Regions from separate parts of the Mus musculus genome. Here region 2 is linked to region 1. A link is a contact called in public promoter capture Hi-C data. All regions are on one chromosome and are shown on one strand. Each heading gives the region's core, a stretch centred on a gene start, on an enhancer-like site or on the middle of the called end of the contact. The rest is flanking DNA. Distances are from core to core; before and after follow the strand shown. Region 1 holds the start of 2310030G06Rik (RIKEN cDNA 2310030G06 gene). Region 2 overlaps 1810046K07Rik (RIKEN cDNA 1810046K07 gene).

Evidence for each region. Promoter capture Hi-C pulls out the DNA fragments that hold promoters and counts their contacts.
Region 2: a promoter capture Hi-C map of hippocampal neurons shows a contact between it and region 1, with 2.1 times the contacts expected there. The contact joins the enhancer-like site here to the promoter of 2310030G06Rik in region 1. A contact is called at or near these places in 6 of 39 promoter capture datasets (3T3-L1-derived adipocytes, the C10 cell line, the HPC-7 cell line and 3 more), 1 of 484 Hi-C or Micro-C datasets (the HPC-7 cell line), 1 of 115 datasets of contacts at active chromatin or transcription factors (bone marrow-derived macrophages) and 2 of 9 other capture datasets (adipose tissue and liver).

What each region holds. Positions count from the first base shown.
Region 1 is chr9:50,744,724-50,747,790 of GRCm38.p6, reverse strand. It overlaps 2310030G06Rik (RIKEN cDNA 2310030G06 gene), which reads left to right and starts at 1,264. Exons shown (of 4, transcript NM_025865.3): 1 at 1,264-1,349. The coding sequence starts at 1,318. It also overlaps a transcript of Cryab not described here.
Region 2 is chr9:51,303,865-51,306,984 of GRCm38.p6, reverse strand. All of the region lies in intron 2 of 1810046K07Rik (RIKEN cDNA 1810046K07 gene), which reads left to right. Among named protein-coding and RNA genes, the nearest start is that of Gm39338, 7.6 kb to the left of the region's middle. Within about 2 kb of position 1,689, at least 19 of the 459 cell types and tissues checked have an H3K27ac peak or open chromatin away from gene starts, as enhancers often do. A contact at or near this core is called in hippocampal neurons, where this site is marked.

The DNA.
Region 1 (3,067 bases), core at 15-2,514:
GATAGTAGAATACAATGCTTAGCCATCTGATCACTGAGAACAATAGTAGTAACAATGGTTAAGACTTACTGAGGGCGTCCCATGCGTCTGGCCTGTTCAGAAGCTTTGTACACACATACCTCATTCAGTTATCACAGCCCTATGAAGTGGCCACTCTCAGGCCCGTTTTTCCCAAGATGAGGAGGAATTCAGAATCCAGTGTACTCCATGGAGTTCAGGGCTGACTATGAATATTCCAGGACAATACTCAAAATGCCAAGAAAATATTGAAGATCGGAATTGCAGGTTTCAAAGATTTTCTTAGAGACATATTCTCCCTTCTCTCTTTCCTTTCTTTCTCTCTTGTTTGTTTCTGTTTATTTAAGACAGGGTACCTCTATGAATTCTATGAATTCCTGGCTGTCCTGAAACTTGCTCCTGTAGCCCAGGCTGGCCTCAAACTCTCAGAGATCCTCATCCTCCTGCCTCCCGAGTGCCAGGAGGTATACACCATACTCAACCTGGTAACATATTGTCTCAGGGGAATTCATTCAGCTGCCTCATAGTTTCTGGCCAGGGAAGAGTGAATCCAATTTTGGGTCATTGGAAGCAGAAGCTACAAGCAGGGGTAAGTAGAGATTTCATGGTCCTGGACTGGGGAGAGAACATTGAGTGCTCCGTGCCAATCAGTTAGCCATCTGGTTTATACCAGAAAGAGGATTAAGTAATACATTCAGTACTTATGCCTTGGTGTGCTGGAAATCTAGATGGTAAATGGTTAGGAGATATGCGCACATTATTAATTCTAGTCGTGGGAATATGAGAGCATTCCATTTTCCTACATTTCAGGTTCCAAAAGCCTCTAGGATTCAAACCCAAATTGAGGACATCAGAAACTAGTACCAATTACCTTGACAGTGAAACTCAAACCTGAGTGTGGTAGGGCAAACGTAGTGGCCGAGCTTTGACTCCCTTATGGAGGGTCTATTTCAAAGGCCGTGCGATACAGAGAGACACATTTCCTATGGAAACTCAGAGCCCTTTTGTATCTCAGGTTTCTTTATAAATCGAAGCTTGCAGCTTCATCAAAAGGAGTTTCAAATCCCTAAGGTGAGATAACTCTCACCTGGAGCCCGTGTGTCTTCCTGCCCTTTGGCTGCGAACAGTCACTTGGGAATCATTCCACCAGGTGGCTTCCAAGGTCCAACCTACTCGGTTGAAATCTGATCCTGACAGACTTCCTGGGAGCCGTTGCCGTTCGCTCAGCCGGGAACCAGGAAATGCGCAAACCTCTTTATGTCTGAAAACCAGCTGGGCTCCCTGGGAGACACAACCGCCATGGGAAACCGGCTCTGCTGTGGGGGAACCTGGTGAGTAGGGCCGAAAGGTGGAGGGGACCGCCTCCGGTGGTGGATATGAAACCCTGAGAATCAGACAGCCTGGAGACCGTCCGTGCCTTCCTCCACCTGCCACGTCCTAGGTGGAGCAGAGAGCGGTGCCTTAGGACGCTTGGAAAACACAGCAAGCTGGAGAGTGGCCAGAGGTTGGCTGCACCGGTGGGCCAGCCTGGTTTCTCTCTTCTCTCCTTTCCTTCCTTCCGATGCTCTCTCCTTTTTTATTCTTCCGCAGATCATAATAACGGGAGCATTGGAGTGCTCTCTATGTGCAGTCACTTTCTAATCTGGGTTAATTGTCCCAGGTCTTCTGTGAGTGAGTGGTCTTACCGTTGTTCCCATCTTGGCCGGTTAAGGAGCGGAGGCTCAGAGAAGGTAGTGTCAGTCACATGGCTAGTAGCTTAGCAGGTAAAACAAGATTCCAAGCGCGGAGGCTAGACTTCAGGGCCCATACTTTCCTCACTAGGTAATCAGAGATGTGACCATGGATTGAGCAACTGAATTTGGACAAATGTTTGTTTGAAACTGCAGAAGTGGGAAGGAAGAGAATCCACTGGAACTGTGAATATAACTTTCATGCTATTTGCTGTGTGGCCTCATGCAGTCCAGTCAATTCACTGGGTCCTCGATTTTTTTAAAAATATACAGTCCCTATTATTTGTATCATAGGTTGGTTTTAGAGATCGAAAGCTAGTAAGAACAAAAAATACAAAATAAAAACAACAGCAACAACAACAAAAAACCCCACCAAATAATAGATTATTTGTGGTTTTTGTAACTTTCCCCCCAGGGTGTTCACCACCACTACAAACTCCCAAATATGGCTTCATCCTGTCAGCTGCCTCTTAGCTATATGATCCATGTCTGGGTCAGAGTTCAAAGAATACTTATTTACAGGTAAACATCACATGTAGAGAGAAAAGTGAGATACATTGGAAAGCACCTAAAATTTGAAAACAATACTAGACTCCAGTCCTGTGCCTGCTAGTTTATTAATCTAGTTGGTTATTAAACAAATATCAACTGAGCATGTGCTGGGTACCAGGAAGTGACAGATACAGAAGTCAGCAATAAAAGGAAACTTGGATAAACATGGTAGTGAATGCCTTTGATCCCAGCTATTGAAAGGCAGAGGCAGGCCATTTCAGGATAGCCAAGGTTACATAGAGAGACCCTGTCTCAAAAAACTAAAAATAGACAAATAAATAAGACCCTGCCTATAAGTGTATATTTGTTTACATGTATATTTATTTATTCTTTGTTTGATTTTTAAGGCAGGTTCTCTCTCTGTCGTCCTGGAGCTCTCTATGTAGACCAGGCTGGCCTTGAACTCAATAGTCTGCCTGACTCTGCCTCACTAGTGCTAGGATTAAAGGCCTGTACCATTACAGCCAGCCCTGATTTACTTATTTTTAGAGGGAGGTTTTGATCTGTAGCCCTGATTGGTCTGTAACTCACTACATAGACCATGTTGGCTTTGAACTTGTGGTAGTCCCTCTGCCCCTGCCTCCCAAGTGCTGGGATTGCAGGCAAGTTTTGTGTCTGTCTTTTGTTGATGCTCATAATATGTTAGGAGTCATGCTTAATATCTTACACCACTCTATTTAATCCTTACTAGCAATTCCATGATGTTTAAATTCTATTAACAATTTTCATTTTAACACTGAGAACATGGAGGAGGTTCAGGGAAGTTG
Region 2 (3,120 bases), core at 440-2,939, 560 kb before region 1:
AAGCTGCTTATCCACGTTTTAGAAGTGTGAAGTTGATCACATAAATTCACAGCTATGATCTAAGATCTAAGAATATAGCAATGTAAAAATGCCATTTGAGAGCCAGGCAGTGGTGGCGCATGCCTTTAATCCTAGCACTTGGGAGGCAGAGGCAGGCGGATTTCTGAGTTCAAGGCCAGCCTGGTCTACAAAGTGAGTTCCAGGAGAGCTAGGGCTATACAGAGAAACCCTGTCTCAAAAAAAAAAAAAAAAAACAGGAAAAAAATGCCATTTGAAATCAGGGGTTGTAAAGTTTCAGACAAAGTGACTCAAGCTCTGAAGGCATGAGTGTAAAAAAAAAAAAAAAAAAAAAAAAAAGTCAGTGACATGCTTTGACATACTCATGAGTGGCATGGATTTCCTAAAATTAACCATTAAACTTATTGTTCGCCTCTGCGACTCTCATAGTTGGAACCAATCCTATAATAGTTTTGGCTTCAGTAAGATTATCTTGTTTGCCTAAGGCACAATGAACTGTCACCACATGCTAATGTGTATTTAATAGTTTGCTACCGTTTGGGAGTTTTATGTTTTCTTATATTTTTATTTTTCCCCTGTGATTTTTTTCTTATATTTTGAGAAACACCTCATGGTTGTTTGGTTATTAAAGCCACTGAGAAAGCTTGAATTTTTAATACATTTACTTCATTTTACCTTACTATTTTTTTCTAAATTTCCCACAGAAAACAATCCATTTCTTATTTCCCATTAGTTTTCAAGTTCTTAATAGAGGGAATTCACATCTAATCGAAGAATATCTTCCCCAGACCTTTTCCTTGTTCTCAAGGCATGGTGGTTGGAAGGTTGCTCCTCAGCCTCGCTAAGGAAGTTCCTTCATGAGCCCAGAAATAATAATAATAACAGCAATAATAATAAATATTTCCTTTTTTAAAGATTTATTTATTTTTATTTATATGAATACACTGTAGCTGTCTTCAGACACATGCCAGAAGAATACACTGGACCCCATGACAGATGGTTGTGAGCCACCATGTGGTTGCTGGGAATTGAACTCAGTATCTCTGGAAGAGCAGTCAGTGCTCTTAACTGCTGAGCCATCTCTCCAGCCTGCCCACCTCCCAAAAACATAAAACAACATTTTCGTAGCACTGGATGCCTCATAAACGCAAAATGCCGTTGTTTGAATTTAGGGACACACATTCTATGGTTGCTCTTCATTTGAATGGACGCTTTATTTTCTAAGGCTTTCCAGACCGCCTATTGTCTGACTTTAATTAGCCCACTGTCCTGCCCTGTTTGGAGAACTGAACCACACTTCCTGAGTTTTCCGTGGTCCCCACCCAGCCACCTGCTCCTGCACAATTGCAGAAAATTTTTAAATAATAATAAGAGCAAGCCTTTCATAGGGAACTTATTTTCTCAGCTGTTCTATTGGTTCTGTGGAATTTTCTTTTTAAATGTCATGAAATTTAAAATCCTTCCTGGTGGAGAATTCTTTCATGCAGCTTGCAAAAATAATCAGGTTTTACAGCAAAACAACCCTGGCTGGTCCATCTGGTGGGGCTGCAGTTCTGCAATCTCTTCGCTGGCCAAAAGGCTTCCCAGTGGCTCCCCTTGCTCTAACCTAGCTGCATAAATACAAGCAGCATTTCAAAGGCACACCAAGAGCCAGGAGCATAAAAATATGTTTCATTTCGTAACTTAGGCAACAGCAATCACTTTCTCACAGACACAGCCTGGACATAATTTTGTGCCAAGCAGCAGAGCTGTTAAAATAAAATTTTTAAGAAACTGTCAAAAAATTGGAATTCTGTCATCGTGTGAGCTTTCCAAGGGACATAAAATAGCTCATGGCTCAGAAATTGAAGACATTTGGAATCATATTTTTTATCAAATGAGAAATTAACCATAAAGGTATAAAGATGACATCCATTTTAATATTAATAGTAATGTTGATTTAATATTAATTAGTTGCCTTAATTACAAAGGCAACCCATTGTGTAACTGCCAAAGAGAATACACAGTAGGAAGTATAAAGACTATACAGTAGATATCTGTGGAAGTCTCCCCACACTGTACCGCTAAGTTCAGTTTCACATACATTCTTACAGATGTTTGTTGCAACCATTGGATAGAACCTAAGTTGATACAACAGTTTAACTGACTTCAAATTGTACCACATATAGTTACACAGGTGATTACAAAGTAAATCTGTGTTTCCATAATAAGTTCCTTTCCCTCAGAATTTGAACATGGCTTTTGCTCTTCACTCCTCCTCTGTGCTTTTGAAAGCTTTAATCAATCATTCCTTCTACATATTCAATGATGTAGTCCCTACGGTTGCCTAGGTTACCAAGTGTGAAGACTCCCCACACAGAGTGAGGTTTCGTAAATATAAAGTAAGTGCTCATAAGGATGTTTCACCATTCATTCCTCAATGAAACATAATTACTGACCATAGGATCAGCCCTGCACAGTGCACCATTAAATTAGATCATGGAAGAATGTACGGGTCTTTCGATTTTGTAGTGTGGGATGGGGAGATGTGGTAGTCTCTCCATACACCAGTGTCAGTGTGAAAGTAGTCAATGGTGAGCAAAAGAGAAAAGGCCCTGGGAACTGTACAGTGGCCAGGACATGTGGCCAGAACAGCTCTCGGCACCTAGAGGCATGAATCAGCTATCCTCATACAGCTACTAGAAGGATGACAAACAGACGCAGACAGAGGTATCACCTGCCAGCCTCCTGACACTCTGCCAGACAGACCCTTATCATCAGGTCTCCACTGGACTTCCAGCAGCTGCCACTAGCTCTGCCAACAACTCCAGACCCATGGCTTCACCATCAGAGACCGTGTTCTAGAATAGCACTTTCATCGTGGCTACACCACAGAGACTCTAAAGACTCAATGCCCATTGGTGGACAAAGTCCAAGCCCTTAGCACAGCCCAATCCCTTTATAACTGAGCTCCTGTGTCTTCCTCAAGCTCCTCCCTCGTTGTCATTCCCTGTCTTTGCACTTCCTGTTTGCCTTCCCACCTCTCAGACACACTGTTGCAAACATCCCCAGCCTTGGTTTTCTCTTCAGTGGCACATCCTCCTCCAACCTGCTTGATGATTT